2 separate regions of the Sus scrofa genome follow, and region 2 is linked to region 1. A link is a contact called in public HiChIP or PLAC-seq data. All regions are on one chromosome and are shown on one strand. Each heading gives the region's core, a stretch centred on a gene start, on an enhancer-like site or on the middle of the called end of the contact. The rest is flanking DNA. Distances are from core to core; before and after follow the strand shown.

Evidence for each region. HiChIP or PLAC-seq counts read pairs in DNA pulled down with a chosen protein or histone mark.
Region 2: a contact with region 1 is called in an H3K27ac HiChIP or PLAC-seq map of alveolar macrophages. The contact joins the promoter of ZNF236 here to the enhancer-like site in region 1. A contact is called at or near these places in 1 of 5 promoter capture datasets (fetal liver), 5 of 47 Hi-C or Micro-C datasets (adipose tissue, blood, omental adipose tissue and 2 more) and 2 of 2 datasets of contacts at active chromatin or transcription factors (alveolar macrophages and skeletal muscle).

Annotation. Positions count from the first base shown.
Region 1 is chr1:147,567,137-147,571,915 of Sscrofa11.1, forward strand. No RefSeq gene overlaps it. Among named protein-coding and RNA genes, the nearest start is that of MBP, 80 kb to the right of the region's middle. Within about 2 kb of position 2,430, at least 52 of the 83 cell types and tissues checked have an H3K27ac peak or open chromatin away from gene starts, as enhancers often do. A contact at or near this core is called in adipose tissue, alveolar macrophages, fetal liver and 4 more, where this site is marked.
Region 2 is chr1:147,780,165-147,784,943 of Sscrofa11.1, forward strand. It overlaps ZNF236 (zinc finger protein 236), which reads right to left and starts at 1,997. Exons shown (of 33, transcript XR_002345824.1): 1 at 1,843-1,997.

The DNA.
Region 1 (4,779 bases), core at 1,180-3,679:
AATTTTATACATACATTAAAAAGAGTCTTAGCTGGAGCTTGGCAAGCCTGACTTTGCAGAGATGGCTCTTGGCAACCGTGAAGCCTCTGCACAGCACAAAGCAGGACAGTCTCTGTAGTTGCTTGGAGCCTGGACTCTCCAGCCTTCCCTAACATCTGCAAGGTAGGAGCCCCAGTTACCCCTGGACAAAGCAAAGTGGCATTTGTGGGGAGGAGAAGCAGTTTGTGATGCTAAAACCAGAATCTACATGGGACCAGTTGTTGGCCTGAGCTTTAAGAAATATGGGGGAGGGGGGCAGGTAAGAGTGACTTGGGTCAGGAGCCTTGGAACTTCCCTGTCAGAGTCACTACCCTACTCATCCTGGGGTTCTTCTGAGTCCCTCACTTCCACCTGTCCAGCCTTGGCTGCAAGTGAGCTGAAGGCTCCCAGCAAAAAAGTGGAAACACAAACTTCATCTTCAGCAGCCATCCTCCCTCCTGACCCCCCACCTCCAACTCCAGAACCCCCCAGGCCAATCTTCTTAGAGGAAAGGATCAAATAGTGATGTGACAGTGAAGTGAGGTGGACACACTTCTCTTGAATCTCCAGCACCTGAACTTGAACGATAAACCCCCTGGGGTCTGTGAGGGTGTCAGCCCTGAAACCACACTGGGAGGTGGCTCTACTGGCCCCTAAAGCCGGCCCAGGGGACAAGGCTGGGTCTCAAGGGCACCAGACTCCCCCTCCCCCAATGAACAGTGTGGATTCCCAGGGGCTCCTTGGAAAGCTCAGATTCAATCCCCTGACCCCGAATCTAAATTGGTGGTCGCGTCTCTCCCTCCACCTCCTACTTTTCCACCATCAGGATGAGGCCGAAAGTCCAGGGGGAAACGACTCTGTGTAGGTGACTAATGTCCAACACCAGGATCCCTTGGACCAAGAGGATGACACCGACCCCAAGCCGAGGGAGAGATCATTCAGGCCGCAGGACCCAGGTTCGCCCGCTCCTTCTGTGCGTTTTCTGGTCTACTTTGAGCCCTCCTCGCCAGCCTCCTTCGGGAAGCATGCGCTCTCCAGAGGAACCCTACCTGTGAGCGGTGCTGCACCAACGCCACCCTGGTGTTCCCAAGGGGCCAGGTTTTGCGGAGTGCCCTGCACCCCGAGGCGGGGAAGTAGATTCTGGCCAGCGGCCACGGCGGCCGTGGTATGGGGCGTGGAGCCTAAACTACCGCAGTCCCTCCCAGCACGGTCGGGCGGGGTGGTTCGTAGGCTCCGCCACGCGCGGAGGCGCAAAGAGCCCGAGTTCAGTCCCGGGCAAACTCCGAGCCCGCCTCCCGCGTGTGCCCGGAGCCCTCGTGGCGGAGGCGTCGGGACGTGGACCTGGCCAGCGGGCGGCAGGTGGGCGGCTGGGCCCGGGGCGGCGTGTTTACCTGGCTCGCAGGCAGCCCGGGAGGCGGGGGAGGGAGGCGGGGCGCTCGGCCCCCGAGCAGCCGCCGTCAGTCGCCTCTGCAGCGCGCCAGCGAGGACGAGCCTTTGGCCCCGGCGGCCCGCGTCCCTGACCCGGAAGGCGGAGCCCTGGGACCCCGCGCTCCTGGCGCCTGGGGCCGGGGCGGCGGGAAGGCGGCCTGGATCCCGCGGCGCCCTCGGCCTAGGAGCACCAAGCTTAGCGCGGTGGGTGACTCTTGGGTGGGCAAGCGCCTTTATCAGCGCCCTCGGAGCGGGGACCCGGGCCCGGAGTTCCCCTGGGCGGCGGCGCAGGTGGCGGCAGGTGGCAGCCCAGGGGCCGCCGGGGCGGGGGGTGGGTGCGGGTGTAGACGCGCTCCAGAGCAGCGGGGCTGTCCCGGATGAGTGTCCAGATGTGGGCTCCCGTGGCTGGGGTCTCAAGAGTGTGGGAGGGGGTGGGGGTGGAGTTTCGGAGGGAGGTGACGAAGGTCAAAGAGGCCGCCCTGGGCGTTGCGGGGATGGGTGCTGGTGGCGAGCTTTCGAGCAGGCGGGGGATCCCCACAGGCTTAAAGTGCTTCTTAAAGACACACCTGGAGCCGGGCAGACGACCTCACCCTCCCGCCGTTTCCAGACGAAAACCAGTTTCCCTTTGAGCGTGGAGGGCGGTGACAGGCAACTCGCCTTGCTTCCGCCTTCGGGAGGCCTGGCCTGGCTGAGCTGCCTGAGCCCACCTGCGCCGGCCGGTACCCCACCTGCGCGCACCTGCGCGCACCTGCGCGCGGCGCGGTCCCCCTGTCCCGCGTGAAGCCCCTCTGGGCCCGTCGCTGGGTGAGCTGGCTCTGAGGGTGCTGTGTGTGCTGCAAGGTTCTACTGACGCCTAGGTGATTCTAGGTCCTGCGGGATACCGGTGACACCAGCTGCTTTCTCTTAGGGGCTACTCTCTCTCTCCCGTTTGGAAGGCGGAGTGAGATTTGGGAAACCCTTTCAGTTTCTTTGGGACTCAGTGGGACTCCGGCAGGAAATAGGCGTGTTTCGGTTCCCCATCCTCTGTTTTCCAATTGCGGCAATGTGAGAATCAACAGCATGTGTGCAGTTTTTCTCTGCCTCCGTGGAGGGCACGTGCAGCAGCTGGGATGTGTTGGGAGGGGTATAAACATGGTGGCGGGGGGGCGCTGGCTGTTCTGACATGGACATGAACACCTGGCCTAGAAAGAGAGTTTTTCCTAGGAAGGGGATTTTAGGATGCATCCTATTTAAGACCTATGGCTTTTGGAGAAGATTTTTAGCCCACCGAGGTCAGGGGGATGTTTTACAGAGTGGCCTGCAAGTTAGGGACCTCCCTATATTGGGCTCAGGCCTGTACCTCTGCTCCCTGGTAGGCCACATGAGAGTGCTGAGGGCCTCCTGGGACATGGGGACCCAGGTGTGGAGCCAGCAGGAGTCAAAGCAGATCTTCAGGAAAGGATGGGCCAAATGACCTGCAAGGGGCAGAAGCCTTATGAACCCGCGGCGTTCCTCCCAGGCCACGGGTGCTCGTCGGTAGCTGAATTTTTTTTTAAGTGGGATAGATCAAAACCTGAAGGGAGGAAATCCAGTTAAAAATTGCCATAAAATGTCGGTTAACAGTAACTCCCTAGGATTTAACTGAGTACCTTTATTAACCAGGGTTGAACAAAAACTGTTTGGTTCAAATGCACCTTAAAAATCTTTCTAAAGTATCGTATTTCTGTCCAAAGAGAAGAGCATTTAGAAAAGTTATTTGATCTGTGATTGACATGGAATCACTTCAGCCTAGCTTTGGTGGGGGATGGCCTCGACCATGTGCCCTGATGAAAGGCACTTGCTGAAGGTGGAAAAGAGTAGAGACCAGTCTTTTTGGTGATTTTTTTCTATTTCCTTCTGAATTTCTAAATGCTAATTGGAGGTATGTTGAACTTTTAGTTTTCTAGGTTCTTTAAAAAATTGACAACCATTTCTGTACCCAGGTAGCATTTTTGACCACTTACAAATTGCCAGCTGTCTTCTGAAAATGCTATTTCACCTGATGAATCGTCCTGATGCCAGGGGATACCCTCCTTTGATATAACTACCCTATTATTATCTTCATTTGGGGGGGCAATGCCCATGGCATGTGGAAGTTCTTGGGCCAGGGATTGAACCCATGCCGCATCAGTGACAATGCCAAGTCCTAAGCAGCTAAGTCACCAGGGAACTCCTACTCTCATTTTCACTGACTAGGAAACCAAGGCACAGAGACTCACAGGTGCCTACAGGATTAAGTTCCAGGATCCTGCCACCAGCCCCTCTTTGCTGCCCTGCAGACTGACAGGACACCTTGCAAACCTCACAGAGCTGCCTTTGGTTTCTGTCTCTTTAAAATTCCACTGCTCCTGAGTGGCCACACCCAACAAAATATGCTTCCTCTACAGGATGATTGGACTGTCACATCTCTTTTAGTCACCCTGTCCTAACTTCCTCAGTGAAGTTGTCAGTAAGGAGAGTCAGTTTCCTAATTCCTTGGTACGATTTTTAGTAAGTAGTCATTAAGCACTACATAAAGGAGGACACTTCTATTGGTCCCTTGGAGCCACGGAAGGAAGCTTAAATCAGCCTGAGTTGGGGGCCCTAGGAGCTGGATTTAATGCACAGTAATTGTCAGCAGAGACCCTGATGGTCCTGCTGAGCAGAGAGGCTGGATGAGCAGGTTTCCAGTCTCTACCTTAACATGCAGCCACCAGGCTTTAGCCAGAGAGACAGAGCCAGTGGGAGATACACATGAGAGATGGATCGTGAGGAATTAGGGCTGGAGAGGCTGCCCAGGTAGGAGGCTGGAGCTCTCAGGTGTGAGCTGAGGCCTTGTCCAAAGGCAGAACCACCCTCATGTCAATAATTTAAAAATTCATAACTATACATCTGGACTCTGTGAATACCAGAGTAAATGTGAAGCTCTGTTATTTAAAAAAAAAAAATAGATGGATGCCTAGAGAATGAAGGTAAACAGACTTAGGTGAGGTATCTGGGATGTATAAAACATTCTCAAATTCAGCAAAACACAACAAACCACCTAGAAGAAAAAGATGTGAGTGACTAGGCTGGTCTAGTAAGACATGAAAAGATGCTTAACCCACTAGTTCTCAGGAAATTGAAAATCACAACATCGATGAGATAATTGTTCATATCCCTCGTGCTGGTGAAAAAAATTAAGTTCTGACTATATTGAGGGTTGGGGAAGATTTAGAGAAGTGAGAACTCACTTGATCATGAGTAGAATGCAAACAGGACCAGACACCTTAGAGAATAAGCCATAAAAGCTGAAGATGGATATTCCCTATGACCTCATTGTTTCACTCCTAAGTG
Region 2 (4,779 bases), core at 747-3,246, 210 kb after region 1:
AAGGCATGAACAGTTTTACGCCTAATTACCTGTGTGTGACTAGTGCAAATGTTAACCAAATGAAAAAGTCAAATGGTCTTAGTATTACTACAAAAATATTTACCTTGCAGACCCCTGAAATTGTCTCCATGAACTCCCACACTTTTGAAAACCATTGTGGTAAAGAATGACTGGTGGAAAGCGGGGGGAAAGTAGCAAAAAGGTCTGAAAGGTCTGAAGAGGCCTCTCTTAGGATGCTGAAGCACAGAGACCTACAGAAGAGGAGGTGGAGTCTCAAAATAGGGAACTGCAAAGGCCCTGAGACAGAAGTAAATGTGGTGTCATCTGGAATGCCAAGGACTGAGTGGTAGGGCAGGGCAAGAGCAAAAAGAGATGGACAAATGCCAGATCAGTTAGGATCCTGCAGGAGTGGGATTTTAAGTTAAAGGGATAAGGGATCCACAGCTTAATTTTAATCAGGGTGTGACCATGTATTTACATCTTAAAGAGAGCCTCAGGCCTACAGATGATGGGTTTATAGGACTGGCAGAGAGACCAGAGGCTCCTACAGAGCCTGAAAAATGGTAAGGTGGTAACCCAGGAGAGGGAAAGAGCAGGGCCAACTGAAAATACATTTGGGGGGTAGAAGCTACAAAACTTAAGAAATGTCTTAGGGAGTAAGAGAATTATTTTTCTAAGTTTGAGGCTTGAAAAACTAGGTGAAATGGGAGAGTGGAGGACGAATAATTTCCTGGCCTTATTCCAATGCAAATTTTACATTCTTTTTTTTCTCCTAAGCCTTTTCCCAAGTAACAGAGAGACACTGCACTTTGCTATTCTTAGCAGAAGTCATATCAACAAAAAACTTAATAAACACTGAATAAAATAAGGCCAAAGCAGGAAGAGAGCCCTTTGAGACCTGCTTCCAGACACCATCAGACACTAATCAAAATTCTGAGCGGTTATTACCCGACTACCCATCTGCACACCTGTATTTCCCCAAGTTCCACAAGGGCTACACGAAGTGTGAGCATCCTCGATGAAATTCACATTTACTGCGTGGCAGTGACGTCGGAACACCTTCCTAGTTTACTCGTCTGTCAATTTCAGCAACTGCAGTAACTAGAACGGTCCCATCTGGTTTGGTTCGTCCCCTAAGCTTACACCGACCCCTAGCCCGCCCCTCCTGCTCCCCGATGCCTGCGAGGGCACAGTGAGAAGCGCACGCCGGCCTGCCGGGTCCAGACACGGCCCCGCGCGCCCGCGTCCTGCGGGCACCAGCCCTCCGGGAGCCGCGGGAGAGGCCGGGGGGCCGGCTACCGGGCCCCCTCCTGCCCGCCTCGGGGCTCCGCACCCTCCCAGCCGCCTGCCCCCGGGCCCGCCATTCCCCGCACGGACGCAGCTTCCCAAAAAGAAGGCCTCCCGCGCCCCGCGCCAGCCTGGCTGCGTGGACGAAGAAGGAGGGTGCGGGAGGAGCGGGGCGCGGGGAGCTGGAGCGGGAGCGGGAGGGGGAAGGCGGCGCGCCTCGCCCCCGGCCCCGCCGCCGCAGCTGCCGCCCGCCCGCGCGGCCCAGGAAAGTAGGCCCAGCCCGGCGGAGGGGCCGGCCGCGCCGCGCCGATATCATTCCGCCCGCGCCCTGCGGCCGGCAGTCGGGAGGCGGCGGCGTCAGCGGCGGCGGGCGTGGCGGGGCCGCTCCCCGGCCTGGACCCCGGACCCCGGCCCCGGCCCCGGCCCCAGGCCGGGCCCAGCCCAGCCGCCCCGCCACCCCCGGCCCGGCCCGCTCCCAGCGCCCCCCGCGCCGCATCCGGGGACTATATTCGCGCGGAGCGGCACAGCGCGGCCGGCCGGGCCGGGGCCGCTTACCGGTGTCGCCGCGCGCCTTGCTCTCCTTGGGCTTCGGGGGGCGGCCCCGCGGCATCGTCGGCGGCAGCGGCGGACCACCCCTCGGCCGCACACACACTCACACACATACACTCGGCAGAGCGCGCACGCGCGGGGATCGGCCGCGGGAGCGCGGCGCGCGCCCGCCGAGCGGCGGAGGCGGGCGGAGCGGCCCAGGCAGCCGCCGAGCCCCGGCCGAGCGCCCACGGGCCTCACGGGGGGAAGGCGCCCGAGCGAGCGAACAGGAGAGCTCGAACCGCGCCAACTTCGGCGGGTTCCATGGCCCGGCGGGCCGCGTTGGGGGCGTTGGGCGCGGGCGCGAGGTGGGGGCGGGGGAGCGGCGTGGTGCGCATGCGCGTTCCGCCGTTCGGGCTTGGGCGACGGAGGGTGAGCGGGCCGCAGTCACTTGGAGGTGCTGGCCTCCCAGGCGGCTTGGAACACTAGCAGGCCGCGGAACCTCGCGCTCCTGGCGTCTGGGGCTGGGGGCCGGGCGACCCACAATGACCTGGCGGTCCTGGCCTCGAGGAGGTGGGGCGGGCGGGCCGCGGTCACCTGGCGGTCCTGGCTTACGTCTTGGGCAGCCAAAGTCACCCAACAGGTCGGGTCATGGGAAGTAAGTAGGAAAGGTAACCTTGAGCAGGCAGAGGTGGTGAGGAGGAGCTTCCCAGGTGGAGGCAGGTAAAAGAAAACCCCGACCTAGGGTCCATTATGTGCCACATGCGTAGTATGTGACACGTGTTTATATGCTCATGAATTCCAGGAAAACCAAGAGCACTTCGTCTTGATGTGTTGTTTCAGGAAGGCCCTGAACAGACTATAGTGGCAAAAAGCCCCGGAGCCAAAACTATCCAAAACATCAGTCTTGGACTAATGTTCCTATCTAATGTAATGCCTTAAGATTTATAGTTTCAAATGTATTGATTTTTTGTTGTTGTTGTTGTTAGCCACACCAACTTCCACAAAATTCAAACAGGAACATGACAGCAAAGTGTTAGGTAAGGTCAAGTAAAACAAAAGAAAACGTCTAACATAATATCCTCAGAAAAAAAAAAAACTATTTCAAAGGCACAAATAATAATCACTGACCATATTATGAGAGAATTCAAAGGTTAACAAAACAATCTCCCTCCAAAAAACTTGGACTCATCGGGCAAGAAAGACACAAAATTAGTCAAATGTCAGAGGCTTTATTTAAAAATCCACAGAGAACTTTGAGAAGGATAAGATTAATTACAGAGGGAAAAACCCTCTCTTAACTGAAACATTTTTAGTAAGTGGTTGTATTCTAACAGGATGTTCAGGTAGAGGCAACAGGGTAAAGAAACACTAGTGAGTCTTATCTGTCAGGTACTTTATATACATGAAGTTTATTAAAAAGTAGACCATCATAAAAGGAAACAAGTTCAGGTTATTTAACCAACATCAGCCAGCCAATGAATAGCAAATGGGATTTAGCAATCGACATCTGCTGGGGGGTTGAGTTTTTGCTTTTTTGTTTTTTTAGGGCCACAGGTGCAGTATATGGAAGCTCCCAGGCTAGGGTTCTAATCCAAGCTGTAGCTCCCTGTCTATGCCACAGCAACTCAGGATCTTTAGCCCACTAAGCAGGGCCAGAGGTTGAACTCAAATCCTCGTGGATACTAGTCACACTGAGGAGCAATGGGAACTCCTGCTCTTTTTTTAAACTTCTTGCCATGTTTTAGTGCTTTATATAGAATACTTCTAATCCTTACAACATTCTTGCAAGGTACTATTTTACAGATGAGGTTCAGAGAAGTATAGCCTGTAAGCAAATCCAAGCCCCAAACCAAATCTGTTTACCTGTTAAACCCATGCTCATAGTTGCATCAAAGTGAAAATCTACATAATTTTAGACAAAATACAGCTATTTCCATATGCATATTAGTGCTGGGTTACCATATAAGCCTGAGAAAACAGATTGGAAGGAGATCATAAGAATCCTTAGCCATTTGTAGGATCCGGCATTGCCGAGAGCTGTGGTGTACATTGAAGACATGGCTCGGATCTGGTGTTGCTGTGGCTCTGGCATAGGCTGGTGGCTACAGCTCTGGTTGGACCCCTAGCCTGGGAACCTCCATGTGCCACGGGTGCAGCCCTAAAAAGATAAAAAATAAATAAATAAAATAAAAAATAAGAATCCTTAGCCATCTGTAAATCAATATGGATGATGATGTGTTTATGAATGTATACTCTATTTTGTTCTGAAAAGTATTTGAAGCAATTTGTATTGGCGTAAAATAAATAGATGAGGAAATCAGGACAATGGAAAAAAATAGAAAATCAAACTGAGTAAGCACCTAAATAAAATCTCACGTTGTTATAAAAGGCAAAAGTCAAACTCCAGGTTAGTTATGAGATTCTCACATTCATAAGACAGCTATATCCCTTTCACTGTGCCCCTCTATAGTTTTATAGGATTCTTTTTCACCATACAGACATACCTATACATCACGTATATAAGACCTTAACATCTGCAAAGAGAATTATTCTCCTTTTCTTTTTCTTGTCTAATTGCTCTGGCTAGGACTTCCCAGTGCAATGCTGAATAGGAGTGGTGAAACTGAGCACCCTCCTCTTGTTCCTGGACGTAGTAGGAAAGCTTTGAACATTTTGCCATGAATATGATGTCAGCTGTGTTTTTGTCATATGGCCTTTATTATAGTACATTCCTTCTATACTAAATTTGTTGAGAGTTTTTTTCATGAAAGGATTTTGAATTTTGTCAAATGCCTTTTCTGCATCCATTGAAATGAACGTGATTTCTATCTTTCATTCTATTAATATCGTGTATCACGTTTATTGTTTTTATTGCTTTCCAAGGATAAATTCCACTTGATCATGGTGTATGATCCTTTTCATGCGATACTGAATTCAGTTTTTAGAATTTTGTTGAAAATG